7 separate regions of the Mus musculus genome follow, and regions 1, 2, 3, 4, 5 and 6 are each linked to region 7. The links are chromatin contacts, called in public Hi-C, HiCAR-type, HiChIP or PLAC-seq and promoter capture Hi-C maps. All regions are on one chromosome and are shown on one strand. Each heading gives the region's core, a stretch centred on a gene start, on an enhancer-like site or on the middle of the called end of the contact. The rest is flanking DNA. Distances are from core to core; before and after follow the strand shown. Region 1 holds the start of Plin5 (perilipin 5). Region 2 holds the start of Sema6b (sema domain, transmembrane domain (TM), and cytoplasmic domain, (semaphorin) 6B). Region 3 holds the start of Chaf1a (chromatin assembly factor 1, subunit A (p150)). Region 4 holds the start of Mpnd (MPN domain containing). Region 5 holds the start of Tnfaip8l1 (tumor necrosis factor, alpha-induced protein 8-like 1). Region 6 holds the start of Mydgf (myeloid derived growth factor). Region 7 holds the start of Alkbh7 (alkB homolog 7).

Region 1 (2,700 bases), core at 118-2,617, 880 kb before region 7:
GGAAAGGGCAGGGGGGTGGACAGAATTAGGGACCTAGAGAGGACCCAAGAAGGGATTTGGACTCACTACGTGTGGAGTCGATCCCAGCACAGCATAAACCGTGTGGTGGTGCATCATCCCAGCACTCAGAAGGCTGAGGCAGGAGGATTGCTGAGCATTTCAGGCCAATCTGGGCTACAGAGCAAAACCCTAACTCAGAAATTTTTTAAAAAGAGAGGTGTGGGGAAGCATTTGTGAATGGGCCTGGGAGGGACACCTGGTTCTGAAGATAGCAGAGACTGACTACAGACCAAGGTGGTAGGGACTATGGTAGGGACTTAGACTCACACTGGGGCTGCAGGTGCTCCAGCAGTGGCTGTGCGTGGTCCAGGGCACAGGTAGTCACACTACACACACAGTGCTCAGCAAGGCGGCAGGCGGAGCCCAGCAGCGGGTGCCTGTCCTTGGCCGAGTTGTAAGCACTGGACACGGCAGTGCACGTGGCCTTGACCAGGGGCAAAGCCACCACTCGATTCACCACATTCTGCAGAGAACAGTTACATCAGGGCACAGCCATACCCCGATTCCCTTCATTGTGCTAGGCTGGGGGACACAAAGCAGGTCGCCTACCAAAGGCTGCAGCATGCAGCACACACACAGCAACAGGGCAACTTCTGGACCTACAGATGAGGCCAGGGCGGGAAGGGGGGCTGTTTGGGTGACCTGCACACAGGTCTGGAGAAAGACCTGACTGCTTGGGGCCTTAGTTTCCCCACAGGTGTAATTGTACCCTAAGTTTGATGCTATCACTGTAGTGACTACAATAGGTGACACCTGGAGCTATGAGAAGGGACTGGACCTTGGTCGGGCAGGGACCCAGCCACGAACCCCCCAGCCCCCTGCTGTCGTCCTTCTTTACCTGCTGGTCCAGTTCTCCCAGGCTGGATCCAGGGTCCTGAGCTGTCTGATCACCGGACATTCTGGGGGGAGGGGGGGGTAAGACACAGAAAGAGAGGGAAACCCTGAGAGTCAGCCCTGTGGAGTATTCTGGGGTCCATCAGCAAGGCATGTACAAGGCCCAACACACAGAAGGTATACAATGAAAAATCTATGACTTTGTGGGAGGACAGGCGTGGGCCCTGGTGGGACGAGGATGAGTTCAAATGTCATTACCTGCTGTGTGGCGCTAGGGTGGTGTCTTCACCTCTCTGGTCCATTTCCAGTAGGGACAGACCCGCACACCAGCCCCCGTTGCAGAGGTGGGGGCAGCGGTCAGAGAATCAGATCCCTTTGACGGGCAGGAAAGTTGAGGCAAAGATTGCACGTGGAGCTCCGAGGTCACCCTCAGCTGTCCACGGTGACAGGGACGCTGACCTCAGGGCTCATGCCCTATGTATCCCCACCATGGCCGTCCCACTGTCCTCTGCGCCTGGGCCCCGCCCAACTGGGTCCTGGGCCCGGGCCCACTGGGCCAAGGGTCCTGCCACCTGCTGTGCCTGTGGCTCCTCGCATTCACCCCCGCCACTTCCACCCTGCCGAGTTTGGGTCAGGGCCATCCCTACCCCACCCTCTACCCTCGCCTGCGCCCTCACCTGGGTGCAGAGCTCAGATCCCGCGTGTATCCGCCCCCCGGCGCTCCCACCTGAGTCAGCCCTCCGTCCTTATAGCAGGTCTGGGTGGGGCCTCCGCACGCGAGCCAATGAGGCGCCGCCGGGGGTGGATCTGGAGCTTCCCCGCCCCCCACAGGCGCCATGGTTGCCATAGCGGCTCAGGGACGCTGAATCCTGGTCCAGTCACCATGGCTGACCTCAGACTAGGACTGAGGACTTTCTTTTTGTTGTTGTTGTTTGTTTGTTTGATTGGTTGGTTGGTTGGTTGGTTGGTTTTTGGTTGGTTGGTTGGTTGGTTTTTTCGAGACAGGGTTTCTCTGTATCGCTCTGGCTGTCCTGGAACTCACTCTGTAGACCGAACAGGCTGGCCTCGAACTCAGAAATCCGCCCGGCGACTGAGGACTTTTCTTCTTCTTTCTCCTTCTCCTTCTCCTTCTCCTTCTCCTTCTCCTTCTCCTTCTCCTCTTTTTTCTCCTCCTCCTTTTTTCTCCTCCTCCTCCTCCTTCTTCTTTTGTTGTTTTTTTTTTGTTTTGTTTTGTTTTGTTTTTTGTGACAGGTTTTCTCTGGCTATCCTGGAACTCATTTTGTAGATCAGGTTGGCCTCGAACTCAGAAATCCACCTTGCCTCTGCCTCCCAAGTGCTGGGATTAAAGGCATGAGCCACCACGCCCGGCGACTTTCTCATTCTTCAGTCTTTTCCGTTTGTTTTGTTTGATTCAGACTCTCTCTCTGTAGTCAAGACTTGACCAGAACTCACTATATAGCCCAGGATAGCCTCAAAGTAACCACATAGCCAAGGATGACCTTGAACGCACCACCCAGTGGCTAAGACAACAGATGTGCCACACCACACATGTTTATGTGGTGCTGGGCGTGAACCCAGATCTGTGGGTGCTCGGCTGACTGCCTTCTGAGGCCCACTTCCTTTGTTATTATTATTATTACGTCTATGTGTCCTGGTGTTTTGTTGATATGTTCCATCTGTCATGATCCACAGATGCCTGATCCCCACAGAGGCCAGTAAAGTTGACAGACCCCCTGTGACTGGAGTAACATGTGACCTTGAGCTATCATGTGGATGCTGGGACTGGAACTCCAGCCTGAGCTGTTA
Region 2 (2,700 bases), core at 156-2,655, 860 kb before region 7:
GACAACATTAGGCCATGTCTAGGTCCAGGCCTTGAACCTCAAACCTCTCCCACTTCTAACCTCTGTAAATAGCCCGCAGGCAATCGTGCACCCTGAAAATCAGCCAGAAAACCCGAGTCCAAGATACAGAGAAAGAAAGGCACGTTGTAACCAGGCAGAGGCGCTCTGGCAAGTCCCTCCAGCCATTCTGTCCCCAGGGCCACCCTCCTCCACCCAAAGCTTGTTGGCCTGCAATATTGGGGTTCCCAACTCCATCACATTCAGTTTGGGATTGGGGCATCGAGCAGGTAAAAAATAAGAAGTTGGGGGTGACACAGACGTCAGGCAGTGTGACACAGACCTGCCAGGGTCCCGGAGACCTGGAGAGCAACACAGACCTCAGATGGGGAGCAACACAGACCTCAGGCAGGTGACAGAGACCTGGGAACCTCAGATGAGAGTGACACCGACCTTAGGCGGCGGGGGTTGGGGGTTCAGTGACAGAGACCAGGCAGAGAGGACCTGGGACCCAGGAGTCCCTCCCGACCTCAGGGCTGTTGTAGGCCTAGAATTCACCATCTGAGGCCAAGGTGGGGGGTTCGGCCTGGCAGCAGCCCTGGGGAGGCGCCCCAAAGTCGGCAGTGGAGAGCAGAATGGGGCACGTGACCCCCGCTCCAGGGACCAATCAGCACCGCGGTCGGCCAGGGGGGCCACGGTGGCACCCACCCCGCGCGGCTGCCAGAGACGCTCCTTTGTCCCATTGTCAGGCTTTGGGGGGGGGGGCTGGCAGCCCAGCTTAGGGCTGTGCTGCAGCGGGGGCGTTGGCCGCGGACTGCCCCCCCCCCATGTCAGTTGCGCGGCCGGCGAAGACCAGCCGGTACCCAAGAGCTTGGGGACAGCTGGTGCACAGGGCCGCGTGGGGACCCACGAAAGGTCGCGGCTATGTGTCCCGCCCCCTCCCCCGCCCCCATCAGTAGGCCGTCACCCCAATAATTCGAAGCCACTGTCAGTGCCCCGGCGCGATGAGCCGGGGCCTTGGCTGCAATCCCCGCCCGCTGCGCAGCCCGTTAGCCCCGCCCAGGGCGCTGGAGCTGCGACCGCACGCGGGGGGCCCCCCAAGCCAGTGCCGCTGCACGAGGCGCCCGCGCCCTGTGCGCGCCTGGTGCGTGCATGCCCACTGCATCTGTCCCTGCATCTGTCCCTGCGTCTGTCCCTGCGTCCGTCCCTGCGTCCGTCGCCGCATCTGTCCCCCGTGCATCTGTCCAAGGTGCGTCCCCGCGTCCGTCCCTGCACTCACCTCCAGCGCAGGCCGAGCACCTGCTCGGCTCGGCCCCGGCCCCGGCCCCGCAGCGTCTCAGCCCGGGCTCCCACGCGCGGGCGGCTCCCGCGGGGGCGCAGCGCGGTGTCCCGGCCGGGGCCGCATCTCTGCCGCCGCCGCTGCGACTCGCAGCTCCGCCACCTCCGCCCCCAGCGCCCGAGCTCGGAGCTTCGCAAAACCCGGAGCAGACCACCAAGGAGCGGAGCACGGACGGGAGGGGGCGCCTCCACCATCCTTGGCCTCAGTTTCCCTTTCTCTGCCTCCCACTTCTCTCTACTGGGGTGGTTCTGAAGACCACCGACTCCCGCACTGAGCTGGGCGCTGTTCTGACTCTGGGCATCTCCAGTATACCGTAGGCACTCCATAGATGTTTTCTGGTATATTCTAGTGAATTCCCAATTCATCTGACCAGTCACCCACACACAGGAACCTCATGGACGTGGTCCCACGGTCCTGGTGGCTCATGACATCATTGAGTCAAACCACCAAGGTCTCATTTTTTATTTATAATGATTGATTGACTAAGACAGACTCTCCTGGGGAGTCTAGGCTAAAGGCCTGCCCCAGCACGCCGCCAACACTCACTTTCTGAGGGACATTGGGACAGCAAGATATCTCTTTCCATGCCTCAGTTTCCCTCTGTCCAAAGCCCCTCCTCATCCCAGCCATGACGCTGAATGAAAACCTCTTTCCGATTGGGCTAGGCATTGCCTCAGAATACAGTAAGTATACTGATGGCACCTCCAGTATACAGTAAGCACCACACAACTGCTTTTGTAATTGTGTGTGGAGTTGAATCCTGCTCACAGGGTCGCCCTGAAGCCCATCCAGCTGAGGACACTCAACCAAAGGTTGGGACTGTGAGCTGCCCGGGACAGCCAAATCTGTGGGTGTCAGGATTTTAACTCTGACCTGTGCACACCCTGAGGGGCTGGAGCAGACTCCTTGGTGTCACCACTGTGGCGACAGGCTGAGACCTCACTGTGGCCCATCAGCTTTGCCGCATATCAGCCAGACACAGCTTCTGTGGAGAAACTGAGGCAGAAGATGAAGCCAGTTCTCAGCCTACTCTGCTTGGCCTATGAACCAATTTGTCCGGCAAACATTTATTGAGCGCAGCTCTAACAATGTTTTTCGGCCCAGGGGGGCGTCGGGGGGAATGGGAGGGTGGCTGCCAAGGTGACCAGTGGCTGCAAAAGTCAAGGTGCAGAGGGCTCAGTGGCTGCTGGGGGTGGCAGAGGGGGAGGGGGGACACCGGGCCCCTGAAGGCTCACGGGTGGATTTGGCAGGGAGTGCAAGGCAGAGTGGGGGTGCAGGGATGGCCTGTCCCCAGGGAGACCTGTCTGAACAAAGGCCCCATGGTCATGAATGACGCCTCTTTCACAGACCGGCCTGGAGGTCAA
Region 3 (2,700 bases), core at 21-2,520, 960 kb before region 7:
GGCATTCGAGCTGTTTGCAGATAAAGAAAGGTTTCTTCCTCCACCTAACAACAGCAGCAACAACAACAAGAAAAGATTTAGAAACTAGTGATTGGGTTCCAGATCAGCAAGGCTACATAGTGAGATTCTGTCTTAAAATTAAAAACAAAAACAAAAGACAGAGGCAATTATTCTTTTGTTGTTGTTGTTGTTTTTGAGACAGGGTTTCTCTGTATAGCCCAGGCTGTCCTGGAACTCACTCTGCAGACCAGGCTGGCCTCAAACTCAGAAATCCACCTGCCTCTGCCTCCAGAGTGCTGGGATTAAAGGCCGGCTGAAAAACATTTTTTTATACATCGTATCACTGGCTGTCTTGGATCTTGCTATGTAGATCAGGTTGTCCTCGAACTCAGAGATCCACCTGCTTGTAAATCCCAAGTACTAGGATTAAAAGCATGAAGCACCAGACTCAATTTTTTTCATTTAATATTCTTCAAAGTAATTTACACGAAAAGAAGGAATATATGGTTGAAAAGATTTATAATTTTACAATAGAAAAACATTCCTAATTTTAAAATAAAGCAAATTGTTAATTTATTAAAAAGTGGTTCATCATTTCAAAAATGAAATGCCCAGCTGTAACATTTTTAGAAAGAGTTTATATCCGGGCAATGGTGGCACACGCCTTTAATCCCAGCACTTGGGAGACAGAGGTAGGCAGATTTCTGAGTTCAAGGCCAGCCTGGTCTACAGAGTGAGTTCCAGGACAGCCAGGGCTACAAAGAGAAACCCTGTCTCGAAAAAAAATTATAGTTAAAAGAGAAATTAATGCAAGAAATAAAATTAAAGGAAGTAATTCTCTAATTACAATGGCTACTTTCAACCCGTCACTATTATACCTTAATTCCCATTACTCTTCCAATGGGTAATTTCAAGTTGTCACTACTAATCTAAACGTACCCTTCCCACCTCCTGGAACGCATATAGCCAATAAAAGGGGTGTGGGGGGTGTGCAAACGCTGATATTTTAGATTGACATTTCTTAGGATCAATAGAAATGCAGATCTTCCCAGCAGCTCCTGAACCGCCGGAAAGGAGCCTTCATCCGCCTCCCGCGGGATTTTCTAGCACATAAACCGAAGTTCTCGCGAGGACGTACTGAGTGCACCTCTTTTTCCGGAGGCTGAGGTGTCACGTGACGCAAGCTCCTCCAATCGGCGCGCGGGCCGCGGTGGTTGCCGCGGTTCCCGCCAAATACGAGCGCGGCGGCCGCGGCGGCAGCAGAAGTGACACCGGTGGGAGGCGGAGTGTGCAGCCTGGCCGCCCGACTGAAGCCTGAGCCGCCGCCGCCGCCGCCGCCGCCGCCGCCGCCGCCGCCGTCGCGGAGATGTTGGAGGAGCCGGAGGCCGCGACGCGGACAGCCGCGGGTGGGTGAAACTGCCTAAAGGAGCGGATCCAAGCCTAAGTGGCCTCGGGGCGGAGACCAGGAGAAGGGAGGGCTCTTAGGAAACTGAGGCCTCGGGGAGGGGGAAGAGTCAGCTTCGCAAGCTCCCGAAGGCATCTTGTGTCGCCTAAATAGCTGGAGTAAATGGGGAAACCGAGGCCCCGAGTTGGATTTGATGGATCCTGAGTGCTTGTGTCCTCTTGAAATCAATTGGATCTTGTAGCAGCAAGTGGAGAAACTGAGGGCAAGGAGAAGAAAAGTCAGTCGTACAAGTTATTAAGTGCGTTTGTGAATTCCAGAGCAGTTCGGACCTTTGCAATGGGCGGGGAAATTGAGGCCCGTGCTCACTTGAGCTCTGGACACCAGAGTAGCAGCAACTCTGCGGGGCAGGGCTAGTCCAGGAAGGTCGGTTTGGGTGGTTAAAGCATAGCCAGGAACCCTTTCTGGGTCCCGAAAAGGGGCCCTTTGTGAGTGTGGTATGGACCAGTCGGGTACGTGTTAGGAGTCTTTGTAGCATGCGGTAGGCTTCCCGAAATGTGGGGTGCCTATTCCCCGCTAAATTGTATCCCCAGTGTGTGTTGAACGATTGAGGGGCTGGAAAAGACGAGGTCGGTCCTGATAGACTAAGATTTCTCCAATTGAGCACCACTGACTAGACAGCCCTTCTGGGTACATTACACTAGTCTGCAAGCTCGGAGATGAGGGGAATTGGGGATGGCCAATTTCAGGATGGAGAGCCGCATCCTCAATCTCCATCCACTTCTGGGATAACTCTGGCCCCTTTTACAGTTCTGATCATCAAAGATACACACACACACACACACACACACACACACACACACACACACACACACCCTTCACAGCCTGGTATTCCAGGAAGGCTGGAGCTGTTGTTCTGACTGGCTTGAGAATTTTATGTGGGCATTAATAGTCGTACAATTCCTGGACTCTCATGGAGCATTGTTTTTATTTAACCAAGGTGGAACGTTTAAAACCGACACTATTGCTCTGGCAATAAAGACCAGTTTGGTGTAGCAGTTCATACCTGCAGTTCAGCATCCTAGAAGCTGAGGCAGGAGGATGATGAATTTCAGGTTGATCTGGCCTCTGACCACCTGAATTGTATCCTGGGAAGAAGAGAATCAATTCCACAAGCCTGTATCCAATAAATTAATTAAAGTGGAATAAAACTTTTAAAGAAAAAAGTGTCCTTCGGGGGGGGGTGGCTTTTTTTTTTAAAATAGAAAATTGAGGTGATGTTACCTTCCATTCAAATG
Region 4 (2,700 bases), core at 5-2,504, 990 kb before region 7:
CTCTCAAGGCTTTGCCTGTTTACAAGATGGTTAGACCTGCATATTGTGCCGGGACTTGGAAGCGGTAAACTATGGAGCCCAAAGTCTGGTGGCCTGGGCTAAGGGAAGAGTGGTTCTCGGACTGGTGAGATGGCTCAGTGGGTAAGAGCACCCGACTGTTCTTCCGAAGGTCAGGAGTTCAAATCCCAGCAACCACATGGTGGCTCACAACCATCCATAACGAGATCTGACTCCCTCTTCTGGAGTGTCTGAGGACAGCTACAGTGTACTTACATATAATAAATAAATAAACAAATCTTAAAAAAAAAAAAGAATGATTCTCATTACTCAGACCTTTCCAGAGCATCCTGCCTCTTTCCCCAGTTTGAGGCCACCCGGATTTTCAGACCTCCCTGGGTTGGGGTAATCTGTGATGAAGGACAAATCAGGATGAGAACAAAGGCCCAGGGCCTTGGGCGCCTAGTAACACCGCCCCTTCCCGCTCGCTGATTACACGTGAACGCCGATTGGCTGAGTGGGAACCATCCCTTGTCGCTGATTGGATGCTGGAGGCACCTGGTGATTGGCTGATGAGAACTGCCATTGGGCTGAGTTAACCCTAGAAAGGCTAAAGCTGGCCAGGCTCAGACCTTTCGATCCAGCTATAACGCGCAGCTGCTTTCCTAAAGCGGCTCTACATTTCTTACAAACCTGTTTCTTCCCTGCTCCCAACCATCAAGGGCTCTGCCTTTAGCTAGCGCACTAGCCTCACTAGCAGCTTCCTTCATCGCTGCTGTAGGCTGAGGGAATCATGAGCTCCAGGATGCAGCCCCACTAAGGGAGTATAGTCCCCCTGAGAGCAGGGGATGGGGGGCGGCGTCCTGAGTCTGTTTTTCCCTCTAGTTCACCATCTGCTTCAGTTTCCCTTGTGTCCCAAGGTCTTCCCTCATTTCTTTAACTGCGCGTGGGCAGGCCCAAGACCTAAGGTTTCCATCTCTTTCCTGAAAGCTGAGCCACTCCTGCTCAGGGATCAAAGTTGCAACCTAGTAGCTGGTGGCCTCGAGTATGGTATCTCTAGTCCCTGAATGAGAAGGTCCTGGGCCTGTTTCCTTCTCCAGGTCTCCCCCAACCTCCAGCTTTAGTTTCGCCAAATTGCACCGGATCGCTCCAACTCCAGTGCAAGCACAACCCAACCGCTCCGTATCCCCTCCGCCCCCGGCGGGCCAAACCTCCCCACCCATTTTCAGTAACCAATAGACTGCTGTGTCCCCGCGCGGGGAGGAGCCCGTTCACTCGGAGGAGGCTGTGCCGGGACACAGCGTCCATGGCAGGTAGGATGGTCCGCGCAGGCGGGGACGGGGCAGCGGGACGCGACCTCTGCAGCCAGTTGCTATTTCGCTGCAGCTCCCGAGTCTCTGTCTCCCGGGGCCACGGCCGAGGAGGCGCCGGAGGAGGATGAGGACGACGCGGAGGCCGAGGACCCCGAGCGCGGGACGGGTAGCGGAGGGCGCAGCGGCAGCCTCGGTGGCAGCGGAGGCGGCACGGCAGGGCCTGGGATGGCCCTAGGGGGCGCGCTCACGAGGCGCGCGGTCACGCTTCGGGTGCTGCTCAAAGACGAGCTGCTGGAGCCCGGTGAGGGGGTGCTATCCATCTACTACCTGGTGAGCGACCCCCGGAGACCGTTCATGTCCTCCACTGCTAGCGTATAAAGAGAAACTGAAGCCCAGAGGAACCGTGTTAATCACAATGCCACATAGCTATAACCACTGCCATCTGGGTGTGTCCGCGGGCAACCAATCTGTGTGATTGCGGCTTCCCCATCTGTAAAATGAGGCCTTCCTTCCCAGGCTCTCTATGAAGATGATGGCTTCAAAACTGTGTACTGTTATTTAAAATGATCGCCCAAAAAACTCTTTGTGATACCAAGAATGGAAGGGAGCTTTACCCCTGACTATGCCCCCAGCCCCCTCACTGCGGGATTCTAAGCAGGGGGTCAATTCCTGACCTTGCACCCAACCAACCCCTCACTTGGGAATTTTAGGCAGGAGTTCTACCTCTGAGAACAGTCTTATTAAGTATTCCAAGCAGGTTCTGAAGTTGTGTGCTTCCTGCCTCAGCTTCCCCAGTAGTTGGGCTGACAGGCCTGGGCCGTTATGCCTGCTCTGGCTGCCATTACTTAATTTTAAAGTTGTGCATCTGGGTGTGGAGTGCCAGGAGTACTGGTGTGAAAGATGGAGTTCCTGTGACAGTACCTCTTGGGAGCCTTAGAAGAACAAGGACGCCAAGCCTCAGGGAGAAAGGAGTTAGGAATCACTAGGACTGAAGTGTTTCAGCCCCCTCTGTCGCTGCAGGGCAGGAAGTTTACTGGGGACCTGCAGCTGGATGGCAGGATCGTGTGGCAGGAAACTGGACAAGTCTTCAACTCACCCAGCGCCTGGGCCACACACTGCAAGAAGCTCGTCAACCCAGCCAAGAAATCTGGCTGTGGCTGGGCCTCTGTCAAGTACAAGGGCCAGAAGCTGGACAAATACAAGGCCGCCTGGCTTCGCCGGCACCAGCTACATATGCCTGTAGCTACGGCCGATGAGGTAGGAAGTACGTGCCTTCCACCTTGCGCTGTGGGGATGAGGTTGCAAAGGCCGTGGGGCAAGATAGAGTCTGATGTGATTCAGCAAGACGGCCTGAATTCTGAAGCACGGGAAGGAGGAAGGCAGGGAGGGG
Region 5 (2,700 bases), core at 128-2,627, 830 kb before region 7:
ACTGGCAGAGCCAGGGAAGACAGTCCACATCCTCACAAGAGCCCACTCAAGGCTTCACTGGGGAATTCTAGGCAGAGGCTCCACCCTGTCCACGACCCAGCCTCTCACCACGGGACTCTAGGCAAGTGGGAGGGGTAGGCTCTAGCCCTGAACCCACACAGCTGGGTTTGATCCCCACTTTATCACACCTATGATATCTGTGGGTTCCTCAGACTCTAAGTGCTCAAAAATCAGAAGCCCCCAAACCTGCTTCAGTGACACCTGCTTCCCCCCACACACCTCAAAAACACACTAATTGCCCTGGCTCATACTGGGGTATGAAAAACCTAGAGCTGTGGTCTCTGTCTTTGATACTGAGCTCTGTCTAGGGTCCTGTGTGGCTGTCACAAGGGTGAGCTCCTGGTACAGAGCAGATAGAGGCCATGTTCAGCACCCGGCAGAGCTGGGATGGCTACTGAACTTGTAAGTTCCTGGCCCAGAGCACAGACAATCTGAAATCAGGAAAGCCACTTGGGTCTGTGCTGCTCTAGGCAAGTCACTTAAGGTTTCTCTGGGTCTCAATTTCTATCTCTCAAAAGCCTGGATTTAGTTTTGTGTGTTAAGGCTCATGCAAGGAAGGTTAGAATGCAGTCAGCAAACACCTGAGGGGGCTTTCTGAAGAGGGAAGATGGCAGATGAGGCTTTTCCAAGTGTCCTTGCTGTGACAGGGCCATCCAGGCACAGGAAGTGCAGACCCGTGGTTGAGTTGGGGTGGAGTTTGGAGTAAGGTGGGGGTGTTGGGGATGGGTTGGGGGTGGTGGGAGTGTGGGAATCACTCCCAGACTGATTTTCCAGGTCTCACAGCTGCCCCCTGGGAGGTAGCTGGCCCTGTCTGGCCTCTGTCAGGGAGGTCATCACAGTGCCTCCCCCCTTACTCCAGAGACACCAACTGAAAGAGAGTCTCCGCAGTACTCAGGAACCCCAAAATTGTTGCAAGGCAAATGTTGGGGTGCATTTGTCATGGGAGTCCCAGGTGACACTCTAACTACCTAGTGGGTAAACTGAGACCCGCTCAGAGGGATGCAGGTGTCTCGCGGAGGCGCCTCTCTTCGCTTTGGCCTCTCAGATCTCTGTCGCGCGGTGCACGTATACCCCATTTTTCTCTGTCTCAGTCTCCTTCCTCTTCCTTCCAACACTTTCCCGCCACGGCATCCCTTGCGCTGGGCACCCAGCGCCGGCGCTATTCCGGAGGAATCTCCCGGCCGCAGACCACGCCCTCGCCCACGCCCGCGTCATGCCTCCCACCTCCTGGCAGAGGCTTGCTGCCATTGGCTCCTTCGTACACTGCCTGTGCGCTACCATTTGCTGAGCCAGTGAGCGTTTAGAGGGGGCGAGCCCTTTCTCGGGGGCGTGGCCTCCTAGCCAGCGGCCGGGCTCAGATCCAGCGGCCAATGCCTCTGGCCCCACAGAGGCACCTACAGAAAACTGAAGGCTTGACACATCCCGAGGAGCAGGTGAGCGATGGGGTCCTGCATTGGCTATCCTGGGTTCTTTCCGTCCCCTCCTATCCCCACACCGTCCTCTGTATATCCCGCCTCAGTTTCCTCTGTATACCTATTACTGACTGTGGGAGCATGGGTGTTGTGAGCAGGTTGCTGTGGGCTACTGTAATAGTCCTAACACATGTCCTCAAGAGGACACTTGATGGACTTGGCTCTGTACAAGTGTGCAGCCTGACTCCAGAATGGTCTAGGTATTCTCTGAGGTAGCCAGCTGGACCCCACTGTGGCTCTGGCTGGTGCAGGGTTACCCTGACTGGGACTGGCACTTCAAGCTTCCCATTGCCCGAGGGCTTGAACTCAGTTTTACCATCTGGGAACTGGGACAGTGGCTGTCACATAATTGGCAGGTGACCTGATCCAGGTCTGCAGCCTCCTGGCTCTTTCAGTGTTGGTTTGGAGGATAAACTGGGGTCCAGAATATGGGCTGCGGATGGCCAGAGAGATGGAGACACTGTCTCCAGAACCATATTCTGGTTTGTCACCTTTGTGAGCAGCGGGGCTGGAGAGGGACAGGGTGGAACACTAAACTGGAAACAGGCCTCTGGGTCACTTCCCGAGCTCCAGGCTGTGACGCCTCTGAACACCTTGCCTTGGGGTTAGGACACAGCTCAGACAAACCTGACTCACTTGAACAAGTAACTTAATTATAAGCCTCAGTTTCCCTGTCTGACTTGGGACAGTTGTTTCGTGACTCCCTGAGGCTTCTTGGGGGTGCTTAAACAGACAAAAGAGAGGCTGAGCCAGGGTGGGCTACACACCGAGGCTGTCTCTAAAACAAAAGGGACCCTAGGGTGTAGCCCAGTGCGTAGAGTGCTCACCTAGTAAGCAAGAGGCCTTGGGTTCCGGCCCAAACACAACATATACCAGGACATTTACCCATTTACCCAGTGCTTAGAATAGAGGCAGGTGGATGCCTGTAAGTTTGAGGCCAGGTCTACAAAGTGAGTTCCAGGCTAGCCATAACTATGTATAGAGATCCTGTAACAAACAACAGCCAACAGAGAAAGAGAGAGAGAGAGAGAGAGAGAGAGAGAGAGAGAGAGAGAGAGAGAGAGAGAGAACAGGAATGTAGGCTTTGAGTGCCAAACTTCCTGTTTTTCTGTCCTGGGACCTCAAAGTGGCCGCCTCTTCTCCACATGGAATGTCCTTGCACTTGAGA
Region 6 (2,700 bases), core at 108-2,607, 810 kb before region 7:
GCAACTAGAAGTCCTTCAGGCTCAAGGGACTGGGACTTTAGAGCCTCGGGAGTCTGGCCACTTTCCCTTGACACCAGTCGTGTGACACCCTGAGGAACTTACCTCGTTGGTCCCTCCTTGGGAAGCGTAGGTGAATGTACATGTAAACTTGTTCTGTAGAAGGAGAAATAAAAGGAGGCTGAAGAGCAAAGATCTCAATACTCAGAACCAAGACCCTAGCATACTGGGCATGGTCCTGTATGCACATCATCTCTGGTATCCAGGAGGCTGACGCAGAACTGGGAACTGGGACATAAGCTAGCCTGGGTGACTTAGCAAGGTGCTGTCCCGATGTAAAACAGATCAAAAAGGACTGAGATATACATCAGCCCCTGCCCAGAAGGTCAAGGGTTGAGCCTGTCCAGAATCCAGCAGTGAGGGGTTGGGAGGGTGACTCAGGGGTGGAGTCCCACCTAGAATCCCCTAATGAGGAGCTAGGGATGTGGCTCAGGGGTGGAGCCCCTGCCTAGGGCGGGGCAGAACCCTGGCTCTGCCGATGTGAGACTCTAGGTTCCATCCCTCAGTACACCCTCCAGAGGCCACCAGATCTCTCTCCTCTCAGGAGCTCAGAACTTTGCTCAAATCACTGTGATTTCCTAGGAAGGTCAAATGGCCTTCAGCAATCATCCCTAGAACATCACCTATGAGGTCAGTACTCGGGGCTCCTGTTAGATACAAGCTTGTACTGCTTCCTGCCCACAACACAAACCTGCCAGAAAGCACAGGACTATAGTAATGGTCTCAAGAAATGGTCACTAGGGACACCGCTGTCCCAGAAGCCAAGCTGGGGCGGGCAGAGGCTAGGCTGACTGCTGGCTCGCTGAAAGGAGAGGTGATGGACTCGTGTAAGGCTTGGGGGGTGCTCCCGCTCTAGTCCGGGTTCAGTGAGTAACCCACGTGCGACCTGTATAGCCAGTCCCCTAGATCCGCTGCTCTTATCAACCAGTATTCCCTTTTCTACAATGAGATGGGCAAGGGGAAGTCGCCTTGCAGGTAGGGAGTGACTGACAGAAGACAGACGAGGCAGCCAGGTCCCTTCTTCAGGTAACCCTGCCTCTGCCACTCCACCCGGTCTCCAGGACCACCTGATCGGAAGTCCATAGGCATCGATTCCCGGGCAGGAGGCTTAGCACGTACCCCGGGTCCTACGTCCTGGGAGAACGAATGCACGACCCCTCCGGGCCTCACGTCAAATGGCACGGTGGTGGGCTCGGACACAGCGGCGGCCAATTTCAGCGCTGCGGCCGCCAGGACCACCGCAGTCCAGAAGCCTCCGCTGGGGGCTGCCATCTTGCTTCCGGGGCAATGCGCAGGCGCTCGCGAACGTGGAGTGACACGCGCGGGACACGTCAGCGCCGAACGGTGACAACGTCGCCCCGCCCGATTTGGCTGCCATGGTGGGGCGGGACTCGACTTGGCACGTGATGCACTACAGCGCCTCTGATTGACGCTCGCGGATGCCTGGAGGGCGACTTCGTCTTGGCGCTTGTTTGGGTTGGAGTTTGCAGGTAACTTTTGCCTCCCCCCCGGATATTTTTATATCTCACTTAAATGGGCTCCCGGACTCACTTCAGGACAACATGGGGGTTGACAGTGTTTAATTTTGTTAGATTATCCATTTGTTAATAAATATGGTTTATTTCACTTTTATTTGTCCTATTTTTTTGGTTTTGACGAGACAAGGTCCTGGAAATCTCTCCAGGCTAGCCGGGAACTCAGAGATCTGCCTGACTCTGCCACCTGAGTGCTGAGATTAAGGCGTAGGCCTCCACCACCACCTGTTGATTGTTTTTTGTTTTGTAACATATTTTACATATATGTGTGTGTGTGTGTGTGTGTGTGTGTGTGTGTGTGTGTGTGTGTGTGTGTGTATTAAGGTTTGTTTTTTGTGTTTTTTTTGGTGGGGGGTCTCTGTAGCCCTGGCTGTCCTGGAACTCACTCTGTAGACTAGGTTGGCCTCAAACTCAGAAATCCACCTCCCTCTGCCTCCCAAGTGCTGGGATTAAAGGTGTGCGACACCACTTCCCGGCATATTTTTCAAAAATATTTTATTGTGAGGGCTGCGGTGATGGCTCAGCAATTAAGAGCACTGGCTGTTCTATAGAGGACCAAGATTTGAAGCCCAGCACCCACATGGTGCTTTACAACTTTAACTCCATTTCCAAGAGATCCGATGTCTTCTTCTGGCCTCTGCAGGTACCAGGTATGCATGTGGTACACAGACAGACATGAAAATAATATAATAATAGCAATACTTTAAAAGTGAATTCTTCCGGTTTTGCAGCTTCCTATAGGTCACAGGTGTTGCTATGCTGTTACCGGACCTAGAGCATGCCTGGCCAGCCCTCTGCTGCTGAATAATTTTCCCATCTTTCCACTGGCCAGCGAGATGGAATAGTGAGTAAAGGGCTTGCAGCCATGACTTCAGCCCTGGTCACTAGATGGTGGTAGAACTGACTCCTAAAAGCTGTTCTCACTACATGTGAATTGGGGCAAGCAGCCTTGCACAACAGAAAATAAGTATCTTAAAATTAGACTCTACGGCTAAGTGATCCTCTATCTAGTTACAAGTACCTCATTTCCTCTCAAATGGCTGCTGATGCCACCTTAGCCTGCCCCATCCCAGTCCTCCTGTAGTCCCTGAGCGGTGCACCACAAAAG
Region 7 (2,700 bases), core at 198-2,697:
AGGGACCGCTACATGAGCCCCATGGAGGCCCAAGAGTTTGGCATCTTGGACAAGGTCTTGGTCCACCCACCTCAGGACGGGGAGGATGAGCCAGAACTGGTACAGAAGGAGACTGCCACAGCGCCGACGGATCCTCCTGCCCCGACAAGCACCTAAGGAGTGGAGACCAGACTGAAACTTCCTCTGCTGGGCCCAAGAACAACCCCTAGAGGAGATGTGGATTGAGGTTGCCCTCAGAGCAGGGCAGACTGCCTGAGACACTGTGATTTAAATTAAATCTTTGTAGTCTTTGTCCCATGTCTGAAGCACCTTCCATTACTTCTCCAAGACAGCAGGCCTCCTTCACCTTGACAAACCACTTCAGTAAGCAAACCCTGGCTCTCCTGGAACTAAACCAATCTAGCCTCAGACTCAGGTACCCACCTGCCTCACCTCCTGAGTGCTAGGATTAAAGGTGTACACCACCACACCTGACTTCAACAGACTTAAGCCATATACTACCCCAAAGTCAGTGGGTAGAAATATGATTTCATACATCTTTGGTTATGTGTGGGTTTGTGCATGGTGAGTGCAGTACCCATGGCCAGAAGAGGATGTTGGGTCCCCTGGGGCTTCCCTGTGGGTGCTGGGACTTAAGAGTACATTCTTACCTGCCGATCCTGGGCTTGGCCCCTTAGAGAGTTAAGAGTTAGGGTGGAGGGTCTACCAGAATCTACCACCAACTTTGGGTTGATCCTCAGACCCATGAGACCTGACACTGGTGACTCACCAGGTGACAAAGTCCTGGCATTTTGTTGCAGGCTCCAAAAGCCAGCTGAAGCCAGAGAGAATGTCAGGACATGTTTATGGAGTTTTACTAGAACTAGAAGCAGAGGATCCCAGTTTATGGGATGGAGGCAGGTGCCACATGACCCTATGGAGGTCAGAGGGTCGCAAATGCAGGAGTTGCTTTTTCTGCTTGCACCATGTTTGGGGGTCCTGAGGTCAAACCAAAGACTCTTAGCAAGTGCTGAGCCATTTTCCTAGGCCCAGTTTATTAGTGTGGAAGGAAGTAGACTCTTTTTAGATTTAACACAAAACATTTGAGGTGGGGGTTGTATTATTTGGTCTTATTTGTTTGGATGTCCTATTTTGTGGGCAACATCTGAAATTCAGGTTAGCCTCAAACTCAAGGGCTGACCTTGGAGTTAGTTATCCTCCTTTCTCCACCAGGGTGTGCTGTTTGACAAGCGCTAAATTTGCGCTAGGCTGATTGAACTTCTAACCTTGGCTTTGCCCCCACGTGACCTCCAGCCTCCGTTCGCCCTAGTTCTGCACCTACTGCTTGAGACCTTGCTCAGGGCCGAGAGGCGGGACAAGCGGTAGACTGACTTAAAGCACAGCTAATAGAGCCAGTAGCTGATGGGCGTGGTGCGGTGTCAGCCAATAGCTTGCGGGGGTGTGGCTCAGCCTGCTGTGGTCAATCCCTGAAGATGGCGGGCAGCAGGAGGCTAGCGATGCGGTTGCTTTCTGGGTGCGCCTGGGTGCGCGGCTCAGACTCTGCCGTGCTGGGCCGCCTGCGTGATGAGGCCGTGGTGCATCCAGGCTTCCTGAGCCAGGAGGAGGAGGACACGCTAACACGCGAACTGGAGCCCCAGCTGCGGCGCCGGCGCTACGAGTACGACCACTGGGACGCGGTGAGTGGGCGGAGCGGCGAGCTAAGGGGACGCCCACTGGGACATAGTGAGGGGGCGGGGTCCTCGGAGGGGTAGAGTGAAGAGCTAGGCTTGCTTGGCCAGGTTGGGGACAGTGTGTTTTGGGCAGTCCCCGATGTAGGTTCGGGTGGGACCAAGTTTCTCTGGTGTGGGACATGGCGGGTGCTGGGCAATTCGATGAGTGACAGTTGGTCAGGAGGTCTTGTGGGAATGGGGCTGATCTTGATGCCAGAGCTGAGTCCAGGGGAAGGCCTGCTGCTGCGGGCTTGTGGATGGTACTTAGAGCAGGGGAAGGGACCAGAGCCGGAGAAGGTGAACTGGCAACGTTGAGCTCAGAGCAGCGCAGTATTACAGTGGGGGCAAATCACTGCTGGGCTTTACTAAGAACAGGGGCTGTAGTGTGGGGCTGGGCCTGGAATCAGAAGGGAGGGTTTTGGTGGGCACCAAGGAATGCGTAGTGAGGACAAAGATGTCACTTCAGACATGAAGTTCTGGAACACTTCAGGGGCATTGGTGACAAGATTAGAAATAAAAAGCAGACTTGGGAGAGGGAGTGCCAGCAGTTGGGAGTTTCACTAGGGACTTGAGTGGGATCAAATAGAGACAGGAGACCGAGATACTGAATATTAGGGTGGCCAGCACCAGGGACCACTGGGAAACGAAACGTGAAGACCAGATGCGTGGTTGAAACCTCACTGATAATGAGCTAAAGTTGGAAAGACTGCCTGCCCTGTACTGCACCCCTCGGTACCTCATTTTCCTGTCCTGGGAGTTCCCAGTTATGACTTGAGCTCTCTATTCAGGCCATCCATGGCTTCAGGGAGACAGAGAAATCCTGCTGGTCTGATGCAAGCCAGGTCATCCTGCAGCGGGTTCGGGCGGCTGCATTTGGTCCTGACCAGAGCCTGCTATCCCCAGTACATGTGTTGGACCTGGAACCTCGGGGCTACATCAAGCCTCATGTTGACAGTGTCAAGGTGGGCAGAAGGCATTCCATCAGAACTCC

Evidence for each region. Promoter capture Hi-C pulls out the DNA fragments that hold promoters and counts their contacts. A called contact is a pair of places that touch in the nucleus more often than the background predicts. HiCAR-type assays count read pairs that join an accessible place to other places. HiChIP or PLAC-seq counts read pairs in DNA pulled down with a chosen protein or histone mark.
Region 1: a contact with region 7 is called in a FOXA1 HiChIP or PLAC-seq map of pancreatic cancer cells. The contact joins the promoter of Plin5 here to the promoter of Alkbh7 in region 7. A contact is called at or near these places in 2 of 39 promoter capture datasets (embryonic stem cells and hematopoietic stem and progenitor cells), 2 of 115 datasets of contacts at active chromatin or transcription factors (astrocytes and pancreatic cancer cells) and 1 of 9 other capture datasets (liver).
Region 2: a promoter capture Hi-C map of neural stem cells shows a contact between it and region 7. The contact joins the promoter of Sema6b here to the promoter of Alkbh7 in region 7. A contact is called at or near these places in 2 of 39 promoter capture datasets (liver and neural stem cells) and 2 of 115 datasets of contacts at active chromatin or transcription factors (astrocytes and pancreatic cancer cells).
Region 3: a contact with region 7 is called in an H3K27ac HiChIP or PLAC-seq map of embryonic stem cells, with 4 times the contacts expected there. The contact joins the promoter of Chaf1a here to the promoter of Alkbh7 in region 7. A contact is called at or near these places in 2 of 39 promoter capture datasets (liver and neural stem cells), 3 of 484 Hi-C or Micro-C datasets (B cells, double positive thymocytes and megakaryocyte progenitors), 4 of 115 datasets of contacts at active chromatin or transcription factors (Th17 cells, bone marrow-derived macrophages, embryonic stem cells and 1 more) and 1 of 9 other capture datasets (adipose tissue).
Region 4: a contact with region 7 is called in a Hi-C map of B cells, with 10 read pairs. The contact joins the promoter of Mpnd here to the promoter of Alkbh7 in region 7. A contact is called at or near these places in 2 of 39 promoter capture datasets (liver and pre-B cells) and 1 of 484 Hi-C or Micro-C datasets (B cells).
Region 5: a contact with region 7 is called in a promoter capture Hi-C map of neural stem cells. The contact joins the promoter of Tnfaip8l1 here to the promoter of Alkbh7 in region 7. A contact is called at or near these places in 3 of 39 promoter capture datasets (embryonic stem cells, liver and neural stem cells), 2 of 115 datasets of contacts at active chromatin or transcription factors (regulatory T cell precursor and thymic regulatory T cells) and 1 of 9 other capture datasets (liver).
Region 6: a HiCAR-type map of astrocytes shows a contact between it and region 7, with 2.8 times the contacts expected there. The contact joins the promoter of Mydgf here to the promoter of Alkbh7 in region 7. A contact is called at or near these places in 2 of 39 promoter capture datasets (embryonic stem cells and erythroid cells), 2 of 115 datasets of contacts at active chromatin or transcription factors (astrocytes and pancreatic cancer cells) and 1 of 9 other capture datasets (liver).

The regions. Positions count from the first base shown.
Region 1 is chr17:56,115,931-56,118,630 of GRCm38.p6, forward strand. It overlaps Plin5 (perilipin 5), which reads right to left and starts at 1,368. Exons shown (of 8, transcript NM_001077348.1): 1 at 1,153-1,368; 2 at 899-959; 3 at 328-523. The coding sequence starts at 1,196.
Region 2 is chr17:56,138,938-56,141,637 of GRCm38.p6, forward strand. It overlaps Sema6b (sema domain, transmembrane domain (TM), and cytoplasmic domain, (semaphorin) 6B), which reads right to left and starts at 1,406. Exons shown (of 17, transcript NM_001130456.1): 1 at 1,277-1,406.
Region 3 is chr17:56,039,146-56,041,845 of GRCm38.p6, forward strand. Chaf1a (chromatin assembly factor 1, subunit A (p150)) reads left to right here and starts at 1,271. Exons shown (of 14, transcript NM_013733.3): 1 at 1,271-1,406. The coding sequence starts at 1,367.
Region 4 is chr17:56,007,947-56,010,646 of GRCm38.p6, forward strand. Mpnd (MPN domain containing) reads left to right here and starts at 1,255. Exons shown (of 13, transcript NM_026530.5): 1 at 1,255-1,310; 2 at 1,384-1,640; 3 at 2,331-2,567. The coding sequence starts at 1,304. Stap2 (signal transducing adaptor family member 2) reads right to left here and starts at 190. Exons shown (of 14, transcript NM_145934.3): 1 at 1-190.
Region 5 is chr17:56,161,114-56,163,813 of GRCm38.p6, forward strand. It overlaps Tnfaip8l1 (tumor necrosis factor, alpha-induced protein 8-like 1), which reads left to right and starts at 1,378. Exons shown (of 2, transcript NM_025566.3): 1 at 1,378-1,493.
Region 6 is chr17:56,182,563-56,185,262 of GRCm38.p6, forward strand. Mydgf (myeloid derived growth factor) reads right to left here and starts at 1,358. Exons shown (of 6, transcript NM_080837.2): 1 at 1,177-1,358; 2 at 103-153. The coding sequence starts at 1,329. It also overlaps a transcript of Tnfaip8l1 not described here.
Region 7 is chr17:56,995,892-56,998,591 of GRCm38.p6, forward strand. Alkbh7 (alkB homolog 7) reads left to right here and starts at 1,448. Exons shown (of 4, transcript NM_025538.3): 1 at 1,448-1,676; 2 at 2,498-2,671. The coding sequence starts at 1,473. Clpp (caseinolytic mitochondrial matrix peptidase proteolytic subunit) reads left to right here. Exons shown (of 6, transcript NM_017393.2): 6 at 1-480. The coding sequence ends at 156.